Linked DNA regions of Sus scrofa: region 1 is linked to region 2. Evidence: chromatin contacts called from public Hi-C data. All regions are on one chromosome and are shown on one strand. The core of a region is the stretch at or near the end of the contact, and the rest is flanking DNA. Distances in the headings are between cores, read along the strand shown.

Region 1 (5,984 bases), core at 956-3,455, 65 kb before region 2:
ATATGAATGCAAAACCATCTGTTAAACGAGGTTCCAAACTTTGACGCTAAGAAACAAAAGGAAACAGAGACTTAATTTTGACCTACACTTAATTTTATCTAAATAAACACGTGTGTTTGAATGAGAACTTCCCTTAACTGCTAAGTTCTATGTCTCTGCCTATGGGACTTCTGCTATGGTCTGCTTTTACAGTGGATTGCAGAATCTCTAAGGAAAGCTTAGGGACATATCTTAATTTGTCAGTGGGTTCTTACAATGAGCCCCAAATGTTACTTAGTGAGGCTACTATGACTCTAAAGACATACATGAGTGATGAGAGCAGGGATGCAGCAGAAGCCTTTGCCACCACTGACAGTTAATGTGCCAGACTTCAGGACACTTACTGTGGACACAACAGCCATGTGCTCATACTTGCAGAACGTGCTGACAATGAGTGTTCCATTCTCATCCAGCTCCCACAATTCAACAGCGCCTGTTGGAGATGGGGAGGAGCGGGAGGGAAGCAAACTTGGATTACACCAAGACAGCAATTCGCTTCTAGGATTACATAGTCCATTGCCACCAAATTAACAAACTAAGTTATTCCTATAGACGCAAAGCCCATATCATTAAAAGATTTCGCTAACTCTCAAGCCATTTGGCTTTATGCTTGTATTGCTGTTTTCCTAGTCACAGACTGGAAAATTAGATAGGAAAGCTTTTAGAAAGAGATAGAGAAAGATGGAATGGCTGGCAAAAATCCATTGCCTTGCTTCCAATGAGAAAAGATGGGAAAATAAGTTCTGGGGAGACAAGGATGAATCTCCACAATGCTCTCGATAGCACACAGTCCGACATAGTTACATCTTCCCAGTTATATGGACACGAATTTGTTGAATGATTTGAATACATGTCTTACACAGTCATAAAAAATATGTGTGATGTCTTGCACAGTGACTGGCTAAGTACATAAATGCTCCAAACAGCTGTCCTGAATATGCAGTGTTGAAGCTCAACTGCCAGAGAGGCTCGATCTTTAACGTCCCACTTTTATCCTTTCATGCAACACCTGCCAACACCCAAAGGGTGATTTTTAATGCCAGAGTCTCCATTGCTAAGCCTGGCATTCCAAAAAAAAAAAAAAAAAAAAAAAAAAGAGAGAGAGAGAGAATGAATTCACATAAGAAGAAGAAAATGGGACGAAAGAGAAAGATACAGTAACCTAGACTGGACATTCTTTTCTGAGGTGCACATTCAACTCCTTCCCTATTTTATAATTAGGTTCTATTCCTTATTGAGCTGTAATAGTGCTTTATATGTTCTAGATCAGCAGCGTCCAATGGCACTATCATGTGAACAGTGTGTTTAATTTTAAATGTCCTATGCCAAATTTAAAAAGAGTAAAAAAATTAAATTTAATATTAATACTGTATATAAAATATATCAAAATATTATTTAAATATACAACCAATATAAGGTTTATATTGAGATATTTTGCACTATTGTTTTCAAAGTTTTTAAAATCTGGTGTGTATTTTATACATCACAATTGGACTAACCACATTTCAAGTGCTCAAGAGTTACATATGGGTAATGGCTACAGTATTGGATACTGCAGGTCTAGATTTTTTTTTACTACGATCCTTCTTGGCTTACACTCTCATTCTGGTAATGATATCTTTTTTAATTTCTGTTTTGAAACAGTTTCAAACCTAAGGAAAAGCTGCAAAAACAATACAAAGATTCCCCTACCCCTTCACCCAAATTCCTCAATTGTTAAATATTACCTCCCTCCCTCTCTCTCCACCTCTCCTATTTATGTACTATTTCTGATATGATTCCCCAACCACCCTCAAAATATTACTGTTACTTTCCAGGGGATTCTCTCATAGATTATGCCCATACGACCCACCAGTCTGCAAACCAACACTGATAAACACGACCATTAAATCCACAGACCCTATTCAAATTTGGCAACAGTGCCAACAACGTATCTTTCTTATCTAATTCAGGATTCTATGCAGAAACACGGTTCGCCTGAGTGTCGTGTTTCATCAATATCCCTCAAGCTGAAGTAATTTCTCACTCTTTAGAAAGTGTCGTTCATATCCTTGGTACACATACATTCACTTTCTTTTCGCCTTGCACGCGCTCTCCTGGGCTCCTGGGCTCCGGGGGTGCAGGCTTCCGCCCTGCGGTTCTTCCTGGCAGCCCCACCGGCTGCGCAGGCGCTCTAGGAGCCACTCCCATCCACGAACGGAACTCCGGAGCGGGCTTGCCCGACAGCCTTTGTTTCCTAGGCAATGCAGTACACAAAGGCTGGCCCTCGTGGCACTCGCATGATGTGCTTCGGCAAAACAGGTGAGGAGGGCTGGGTCAAGAGTAGAAGGAGGAGGCGGAGAAAGAATGAGGGCCAAAGGAGGGAAATGTAATTAACCCCGCGCCTTGGAGTGGGTCAGGGTTACTTTAAGATCATTTGTCTACCCGGGTCTCGGCCCCCCCTCCCCAACCCCGCCTGACCCCCAAGCGCTCACTTGGTCAAAGGGGCCTTCCCTCATGCGGCGTTTCTCCTCGTTCTTGCTCTCCAGAGACACTGGTTGACTACTCCTTTGGAACATGTCAACAGAGGAAGCTCTTTCCTCACTTCTCTCCCCCCAGCTTGTTGGGAAACAAGTTTCTCCCTCTCAGGGGAGCACCCCACCTAGGGCCTGGATGTTACCTAACAGAAGATGTGAGTATTCACGTTCCCTTAAGGTCTCAGTTCCCAGACTAAAGATACCCAAGTGTCCTAGAAGGAAAACCCTATGGGATTTGTGACCTTCAGGGTCCCAACATGAGAAAGGGCCCCGGTCCTCTGCAACCACTGTCAGGGCCAATGGCAGCAATTAAAGGATCGTTGCTCCCCTCTGAGTCCCCATCAAGTGCAAGCCTTGGCCTCATGGTCCCCAGTAGAGCCCCCACTCCATTCCTCCTCCAAAGGCCCATCAATCAATGTCTCCCCTTAGGCCACACCTAGATGGTGGATGAGCTGGTTGGTCGGGTTATGAAATTGGATAATCAGACTGACAGCTGCGTGGGAGCAGACTGAGCTCTGTGGGGCTCAGAGGACTGGATTCACTGGAATGTGTACAGAGGTCATTTCCTCTGCCAATCCAGCCACATTCCTTTGCAGAGTTACCTGTGGTACTTATGTAATTGGTTGTATGGTCTTGATTCAGAGGAGTCCGGAAAGGAAGAGCAGCTTTTGCAGAGATTTAGTAATACTCTTAGGTTCACTCTGTTTTAATAATATACTGTTCTCTGTGTGTGTGTTTTCTTTCTTTCTCTAATTTCTGCATATTGCCTGAAGAGCTATGGCTTGGCATACAACCTCTCTAAGATCCCGACCAGTAAAAAAGGATATACTTTTGGAGCCAGAACAGCCGTGAGGTTTGAGCCAATCAGCAAGGTTAGAAATGCCTGAATGTGCTTAGATTTTAGGGTGATCTATGTGGCTGCATGTATTTCCACTGGGAAGTAAAGCTGGGGTTATATAAAAAATATTGCCCGATGGAGTTCCCTTATATCTCAGCAGGTTAAGGACCCCGCATTTTCACTGCTGTGGCTCTGGTCGCTGCTATGGTGCAGGTTCCATCCCTGGCCCAGGAATTTTGACATGCTGTGGGCATAGCCAAAAAAGAAAAAAAAAAGGATATTGCCTGAAATTCAGACAAAAAGTCATTTGGGCAAACTCTTTTAAGAAGCTTATCTGAAAATCTGGGTATTAGCATTGCAATTGTGTGTGTGTGAGTGAATGTAAACCAATTCTCTGAAGAAACAGTATCAATCAGGGCATTAAAATATTGGAAGTGTTGTTTATATGCCTCACACCTTGTCAGTTAAAAAACAAACTCCAACTCCTTCACCCTTTTGTGAGATTGGGTTTCAAGTCTAAAGTCCTCAATAGGATACTAATCTCTTGTTGGACATTTTCCTGACACTGAAACTCAGAGAGAGGGATACTGGCTTTAAAAGAATCGCTGAGTGGGATGGAGGGATGGTGGGGGTAGCAGCTGCAACAAGTTACCTTGGATCTCTGCCCACCATAGGTTTTTTTCTATAATCTTAGCATTAGGTACCTATTACAGCTCTATTTCTATTACATGAGGTGGTTAAATTGTAGCTGATACATGTAAATAGGAAAAGGATGATTCTGTTTTTTCTACTTAGAGAGCCTTGTGTGTGTGTGTGTGTGTGTGTGTGTGTGTGTGTGTGTGTGTATCTCACCCTCTAACATATTGATCTTTTTCTTGGAAACAGGATACAACACCTTACCCAGGCATGTACCAGACAGTCAGTCCTCAAGAGCAAACACACAAACGAAATTTTGCTCCCTTTAATTCTTTGTTGCCTCGATTTAAGACAGGCTCGAAGGACACTTATCCTGGGTATGGCTCCCATTTTCTGGTGCACTTTGGTAAAGAGCAATAGGGACAGGAAATATAAAGAAGAAATTACAGGAGTTCCCGTTATGGCTCAGTGGTTAACGAATCCGACTAGGAACCATGAGGTTGCAGGTTCGATCCCTGGCCTTGCTCAGTGGGTTAAGGATCCAGCGTTGCCGTGAGTTGTGGTGTAGGTCGCAGACACAGCTCGGATCCCTCATTGCTGTGACCCTGGCATAGGCCAGCAGCTACAGCTCCGATTGGACCCTAGCATGGGAATCTCCATGTGCCACAGGAGTGGCCCTAGAAAAGGCAAAAAGACAAAAAAAAAAAGGAAGGAATTATATCCCAACCGTGCCTACTAAATAGGAAACCACCTGTCTTTAAAGAGTCAACTTCTTGCCTTCCAGATCTCTTTATAAAATTATAAAGTCTAGTGATTCATTCAATAAATATTTATAAATCGCCAGGCAGTTTTACGGGTTCCAGATTTTGCATTAAACCCATCCGCCAAGCCTCCTCTTTCTTGGAGTTTACATGCTAGAGTCTGGATAGATGGGAAGCACATAAACAAGAAAATATCAATGGCAATAAGGAGAGTGGCCATGTAATTTACTGGTAAGACTCTGACATTTCTAAGAGTGAAAGCGGGTCTTACTAATAATTATACCAAGACAGTAACCACACGCTGGGACTGTCGTGGGCACACTAGGAAGTAGGGTGACCTGGTGATGTGCTAAGAAAACCAAACAGGACGATGATACTCTATGTCAGGGACCTACTTTATCATGGATTGTCAAGACAGGTCTTTCTAGGGAAATGACACCTATTCTGAAATCACCATGACAAGACTGAGCTGGCTCTGTGAAGATCTGGTCCCCAAGTGTCCCAGGAGGAATAGCAAGTGCAAAGGCTGTACGTGGGAAGGAATTTGGTGTGAGGGAAAAAGAAAGAGGGCTAGTATGGCTAGGGTAGAGTGGGCAAGGAGGAAATGAGAACAGGAGGAGGAGGAGCTGGAGGACACAGGTTTTGCAGACCAAGGGAGGCATTCTGAGCTCCTAGGAAGCCGCTCAGAATGCATGGAAATGTAGGGCGCAGGGGCAAGGTCGTCCTTGTACAGGTGAGAAAGCCATGCATCAGAGAAGAAGTATAACTTTCTCAAGGCTGCAGTAAGGAAGTCGGTGTGTTAAATCTTGATTGCCATGTCTACTCCACGTGTTATTTCCACAGCAAAGAGCCTGCACCAAAAGACAAAGCAATTATAAAATAATCCCATTGTCAAGAAATTCCACATCATGGGCAGTACTGATGCATCACTGTGGCAGCTCTCTTTACCAACCACCATTTCCAGAATCCTTTGGTCTCTCAGCAAAGAATACTAAGGTTGCAGAAATATTTTAAACTAGATTCGATTTTTACCCTCACTGCATGTCAAGACTAGATATCTTGAACACTTAACACCTGCTTAGAAAGACATTAGCAGGCAGAGGAGCCCTATGCTTGCTTGACATTAAAATTTAATCAGTCTGTGGCTTTTCCAAAAGAGTTGGGACTAGTTTAAAGTGTGTGTCCATGTGGTGC
Region 2 (6,709 bases), core at 3,332-5,831:
CCAGCTTCTCTGGTGGCACATCAAAGTGGACGGGTCCCCAGAAAGACTCTTGGGGAAGGAGGGTGGAGTCAGCAGAGCAGGATCAGAACAAGAAATCAAATACCCTTCATAGATACCAATGAAGAGAGGTTGTTATTCCCGAGGGCAGTGATGACCTCGCAGAAAGATTCTCCTAACTTTGACAACAGCTTCTACTTTACTTCTAGCCTCACAGAACATGCAGGATTTTCCCCACTGAGCAAGACAGTAATGGTGGAGTTGCAAACAACAGAAACCACCTATTGCTAAACCAATCAAACAAGAAAACGAATTTAAGAATCAATTATAGAATCAGTCTTTTCTAAATTGAGGTATAGTTGATTTACAATATTACATTAGTTTCATTCGATATTTTTATAGACTACACTCCATTTAAAGTTATAATAAAAACAGTCTATATTTCCCTGTGCTATAACTTCATTGCTCATTTATTTTATACATAGTAGTTTGTGTTAATCCCACACATACTCCATCTCACCCCTCCTTCCCTTCCTTCTCCCCACTGATAACCATTAGTTTGTTCTTTATATTTACGAGTCTTTTTCTGCTTTGTAATATACATTCATTTTATTTTTTTAGATTCCACATACAAATGATAACACAGAGTATTTCTCTGACTTATTTCACTAAGCGTAATGCTCTCTAGGTCCATCCACATTGCTACAAATGGCAGAATTTCATTTTACGGCTGAGTAATATTGCATTGCATGTATGTATACCACATCTTCTTTACGCACTCATCTGTTGATGGACACTTTGTGTCCATATCCTGGCTATTATAAATAATGCTGCCATGAATATTGGGGTGCAAATATCTTTTCAAATTAGTGGGGGGTTTTTTTGTTTGTTTTCTTCAGCTATGAACCCAGGAGTGGAATTGCTGGATCATATGGTAGTTCTATGTTTAGTTTATTGAGAAACCTGCATAGTTTTCCATAGTGGCCGTACCAATTCAAAATCCTGCCAACAGTGTACAAGCATTCCCTTTTCTTCCACATTCCCATCAATATTTTCTACTTGTAGACTTTTTGTTGATAGCCATTCTGACAAGTGTGAGTTTTAATTATGATTTTGATTTGCATTTCTCTGATGACTAGTGGTGCTGAGCAATTTTTCATGTGCCCCTTGGCTATCTGTATATCTTCTTCGGAAAAATGTCTATTCAAGTCTTCTGCTCACTCTTTTATTGGGTCCTTTGTAATAGTGAACTATGAGAAAGAGAAATTAAGGAAATAATCCCATTTACAATCACATCAAGAAGAATAAAATACCTAGGAATAAAATTAACTAAGGAAGTGAAAGACATATATTCTGAAAACTACAAAATATTGATGAAGGAATTTGGTAATGATACAAAGAAATGGAAAGATATCCCATGTTTTTGGATTAGAAGAATTAATATTGTTAAATTGTCTATGCTACCCAAAGCAAATTTAATGTAATACCTATCAAAATACCCATGACATTTTTTACAGGACTAGAAAAAACCTAAAATTTACATGGAACCACAAATGACTCTAAATTGCCAAAGCAATCAAGAAAAGAGAACTAGGCTGGAGGAATCATGCTACCAGACTTCAGACTGTACTACAAAGCTTTTTAGAGTAATGAAAACAGTATGGTATTGGCACAAAAACAGACACACCGACCAATGAAACAGGATAGAGAGCCCATAAATAAACCCATGCACTTATGGTCAATTAACCTCCAACAAAGGAGGCAAGAATATACAGTGGAGAACAGTCTCCTCAACAACTGGTGCTGGGAAAACTGGACAGCTACATGTAAAAGAATGAGACCCGGGAGTTCCCATCATGGCTCAGTGGTTAACGAATCCAACCAGGAACCATGAGGCTGCAAGTTCCATCCCTGGCCTCGCTCAGTGGGTTAAGGATCCGGCGTTGCCATGAGCGGTGGTGTAGGTTGCAGACGCAGCTTGGATCTGGTGTTGCTGTGGCTCTGGCGAAGGCCGGCAGCTACAGCTCCGATTAGACCCCTAGCCTGGGAACCTCCGTAGGCTGTGGGTGTGACCCTCAAAAAGACAGAAGACAAAAAATAATAATAAATAAAATAAAATAAAAGCTTTTGCACTGCAAAGGAAACCAGCAGCAAAATGAAAAGACAACCTACTGAATGGGAGAAAATATTTGCAAATGATGTGACCAATAAGGGGTTAATTTCCAAAATTTATAAACAGCTCATACAACTCAGTTTCAAGAATCAGTCTTAAAACACAGGCAGGATCCAAGAAAGACTATAAAGGACAGTGCCTGGGTCCTGTCACTGGAAGCCTGATTAGGAAGTTCCCTGTTGGGACTGGTAATGGTGCTGCTGCCACTGGGCTGTTAGTTGTCATTGCCAGATACCCATTCTTTGAATCTTTGCAGCATTCCCTCCAGATTTAACTCCTGGGTGGGAGTAGCCAAATGGCCAAGGCTAATCTAGTGGCTCAGATCAAATTAAAAAAAAAGAAAAAAACAAAACAAAACAAAAAACCAGTCCCCTTTAAGCATCCATAGTCTTCCCTCCAAAGCACAGCAATGGAATCCATTCCAAAAAGCACATGGAACATGTTACTTCTGAGGTACGTGTTACTTTTGAGATCCTTACTGAGGCTCACAGCATCCACCATGCAGCTGTCACTAGTCTCATCTCCTTTTAATAGTAGCTGCAGTGTCCTCCTTGTCCAGGAAGCTCAAAGCTCCTTCCACACAGCAACTTCCATCTGGAATGCCTCCCTAGCCCCAAACATCAGCCAACCCACATTCAACCCTGAGAGCTCCATTCAAATGTCACTTCGCCACTGCTTCATGACTGGTTATGATCCCTCTGTTTTCTACCAATCTATTTCTTTTGGCTAGCACTGAAACACTAATTTCATCCTCTCTCTCTCTCTTGACTAGGCTGCTGAAGCCTGGGCTGCCATCTTGCTCACTACCACAAACCACACTGCCTGAAAGCTTCTGATACACCACAGCTACTCACTCTTCAATGACTGGTGACTTCCCTGCCTGGTTCCTGAACCACCTAGAATTCTCAAAAGCTAATCGGAGCCAGTGCTTCACAAAATTTAACATGCAGGAGTGACTAGGGAAGTTGTGAAAATATAAATTCTGCCCTTCTAACAAGTTCCAGATGATGTCAATGCTGCTGGTCCATGGACCACGCTTTGAGGAGCAAGTCAACACCTTATAAAATCAACTGATAAACTAGACACAGAGGACAAACACTTCCACTCATAAGAGGCACCTAGACTCGTCACATTCATAGAGCTGAAAGTAGAATGGAGGTTGTCAGAGCCTGGGAGGAGGGAGTTATTGCTTAACCGGCATGAAGTTTCAATTTGGGATAATGGAGTGTGGAAATGATTACATTACAATGTGAGTATACTTAATGCCACTGAATCGTACACTTAAAATAGTTAAAATGGTAAGTTTAAATATTTTGTCATGCCTAAAAAAAAAAAAAAAAAACAGAAAGAGATAACTAAGGCTCAAGTTGATCCTGCCATGAGGAATCTGCCAATAGGAGCCCAGGGATGGCAGGTGCCAAGGTCAGGTAGTGTTAATATTAACTTCCAGGCAAGTTGATTTTGGATAATGATCAGGGGCCTGTACTGATCAGCCAGTTTCTAACCTACTCAGAGGGTTTCTATAAAAGACAAGTTGCTTGTTAAAAGATCTGGCAGAACTTGAAGCTGATTTAGCTTGTACATGTAAAAAACACTTTCTAATCCAAATAAGCTTCATTCCTTTCCACTGTGATCCCAGATGAGATTTATTATTGGAGTAAAAACTTTTAATTTGAAACTGAAGTTCCTATTGCTTATAACATGGTGCCTCCCAAAGTGAAATATTCCAGAATCTGACACCCAGCACCACAGTGATAATGAAATGTCTTTATTCACTGAGGGAACTTTCAACAAGTAGCACTGGCTAGGCTGCCACTATAAAGTTAAAAGGATGGTGTTTAGGGGTTAAACTCTTTATTTACTGATCTTTTGAATTTTGATGATTTATTATACTATACACTGAGGCAGCAGAACATTTACAAGACAAGGAGGGTTTCCAGAATAAGTAGAACTGCATTAAAACTTACCCAGATGATGAAAGATTTTAGGATCAATGATTATATCTTACGTGCCTCTATTACTTACAATGAGTTATTGCTTCCTCTCTTGATCTTTACATCTCCGTCACTCTCTGGATTGTACTAATCCTGTGACCCCGTGATGAGGAAGAAAAACTCCACAACTGCCCATTTTTTGATAGAGAACTCAATAAGAGACTGTTTTGGGTTTAAGATTGGTCTGCTTACTTTCCCAAAATCAAGCTATATAGAAAGCTGATGTTCTCGAAAATTTGAATTCCCTCACAACGCAAATTGTGAAACTAGACTAGAGCTTGCTTATCTTTTTTCCAAAAAAAATCTGTTTCCTGCACGAGTGATTCTTAAGTTCAGTGTGACCCAGAGATATGCAGCTAAGAAACTTGCTATGAACGGAGATCCAATAAGAATTCGCTCAGCTTCTTTCATGTATGCTGGCTTTTCTTTGATGTCCTAAAACTGCCCCGGAATACATAGAAACACTTGGTATATGCCTTAGTGAAAGAAATGCTCATATATTCTGGAACAAATCTTTTTTTCCCATTCTTCTAGTTTGTAGCTAGAGTTGAGTCAAGTGACCACTGAAACACAAAAAAAAATATGAAAGCACATCATTTGTGCTGTCCAAATGCAACAAGAATCTGCCTTTTAAAAGTCAGAGCCCTTTTCTTTTAGGTCTGGATGAGGTAATCACTCTGTAGCTGCGTGATTGAAAAATAAACTGCAGGGACCCTCCCACCTAAATCTTCCCAAGTTCCAGCCCTTTCTATCATGCAGCCTAGAACAAACATGGCTAGAAGCCCAGAGCACTCAGAGCTTGGGTGATTTTGCTGCCAATAGTGCGATTGTAAATCAGCAGGAAATGCTCACGTAGCTGGTAATTAATGACCAGCCTCCTACTGTTCTGCGGGGCAGGAGAGACCCTGGAGAAGCAGCCTGATGTCTGGAGCCACCTGCAACTGCACTTGAGCCAACCTCAGCCTTTGGTGTTCTGAGCACCTGAAATCAGCAGGGGAACATCATGGGTCTGGTTAATGGATTTTAGAGTAAGAACAATGAAGATAGGGAAATGGGTCTACTCCCTGGTGCTCAGACATTGGAACGAGTGAAACTAAATGGAGAATACACGCTTGTATGACTTCAAACAAACCAAAAAAAAAAAAAAAAAAAAAAAAAAGGAGCCCATTTCCACCCGTCACAGGGGAAGTCTGCTCACTCTACTGAAACTACTCTCAAATCAAGGGTCTGTGAATAATCCTACATGTGATGCTACATTTCTGATTATTTGGAGGTCGTCTTTTATCTTGAACCAGCTTTTTTCTCACAAGAGAGATATTTAACCAAAATTGTGATGGTCATTCCTACTGTGACTTCAATTAGTTTTACAAATGTCTTGGTGGCCATCACTAATCGATGTGAATTGCCTTCATCAGCCCAGATCTGAATCCAAACTAACATTTTTTAAATTAAGTAACGTGGTTCTTCAAAAACTTAGGTTTTCCTCCTTCGATGTCACTCTAAGCACCTTGACAGACTAGCACTGGTTTCCTTGAATTCGTCTCTTCTGAGTTTCTCTCCACCATTCTGAAGTCCATGAACAACAGGCCAATGCAGGTTTAATTCCTACTCACCTCACCCCCTACCTCCTTTCTGTAAATGACCACAAATTTTAAGCTTTTGCCTCTGGGAAGTGTTTCTACCAAAGCACCAATTCTTCCCAGGGAGTTAGAGTTAAGAACAGTGAAGCTTCCTTCCTACCTCCCCGCAAACCCAGTAGACAGATCCACTGACTACAAATTGCCCTGTTTTTACTAGAGGGTAACTGTGAGAATAGAGCTCGTGCTCAGCAAGGGTGGAACACAGAAGCTTTACTTACCAATACTTTGCCCATGAAACTGGGGCGGTTTCATGGGATTTTCACTAAATGAAACTTGGAAAGCACAAAAGTACATAGCTGATTGCATTTAGTTTCAATGCAATCAGTAATTGACCCATAACTTCTAAGCGGCAGTAGCCACCAACCAAATAACCAAACGTTTGCCTTAAGTTCCAACTACTCCGTGGGGCTGGGGAAGCACACACAAAAAATAACGGGCTATAGGACTGGTACCCAGATGACACATAAGTGACACAGGTCTAACTGCACATGAGACACACACCTCAAAAGACAGGCCAACAATGAATCAACTTTTTATTTCACTGACCAGTATTTCCGATTCTCTCTCTCTCTTGCTGCATTTAAAATCTTCAGAGTTCCCCAAAATAACATTCAGGCTTCCTAGATCCAGAGGCAGGGACCCAGAGGCAAAAAAGGTCAGGCCCCAGGCTGTTTTCAGGTGGGAAAGTGGCAGACATTCCTATGAAAGTCTGTGTCAGTTTTTAACTGAAGTGCCTTTAAGCTCTCCACCTTCCTGAAACTTTTTCCCATGGCATCTATGACAGAAATACACTCATCTCTCATATACACAACTTCACGGGGGGTGGGCATCACACACTTCTTACTCAGCCAGCAACTGGACTTCGGCTCAGTCTAATGGCAAAGAGATGTGCAAAACCATGTTAA

Evidence for each region. Hi-C and Micro-C count contacts between places; a contact is called where the count stands out from the background.
Region 1: a Hi-C map of liver shows a contact between it and region 2, with 17 times the contacts expected there. The contact joins the promoter of LOC100523736 here to the enhancer-like site in region 2. A contact is called at or near these places in 9 of 47 Hi-C or Micro-C datasets (alveolar macrophages, embryonic fibroblasts, epiblast stem cells and 4 more) and 1 of 2 datasets of contacts at active chromatin or transcription factors (alveolar macrophages).

Annotation. Positions count from the first base shown.
Region 1 is chr4:108,978,062-108,984,045 of Sscrofa11.1, reverse strand. It overlaps LOC100523736 (protein pitchfork-like), which reads left to right and starts at 2,205. Exons shown (of 6, transcript XM_003125853.6): 1 at 2,205-2,340; 2 at 2,568-2,710; 3 at 3,329-3,427; 4 at 4,279-4,406. The coding sequence starts at 2,283. It also overlaps a transcript of LOC100621421 not described here.
Region 2 is chr4:108,915,198-108,921,906 of Sscrofa11.1, reverse strand. It overlaps WDR77 (methylosome protein 50), which reads right to left. Exons shown (of 10, transcript XM_003355245.4): 10 at 6,313-6,709. Among named protein-coding and RNA genes, the nearest start is that of OVGP1, 10 kb to the left of the region's middle. Within about 2 kb of position 4,581, at least 7 of the 83 cell types and tissues checked have an H3K27ac peak or open chromatin away from gene starts, as enhancers often do. A contact at or near this core is called in liver, where this site is marked.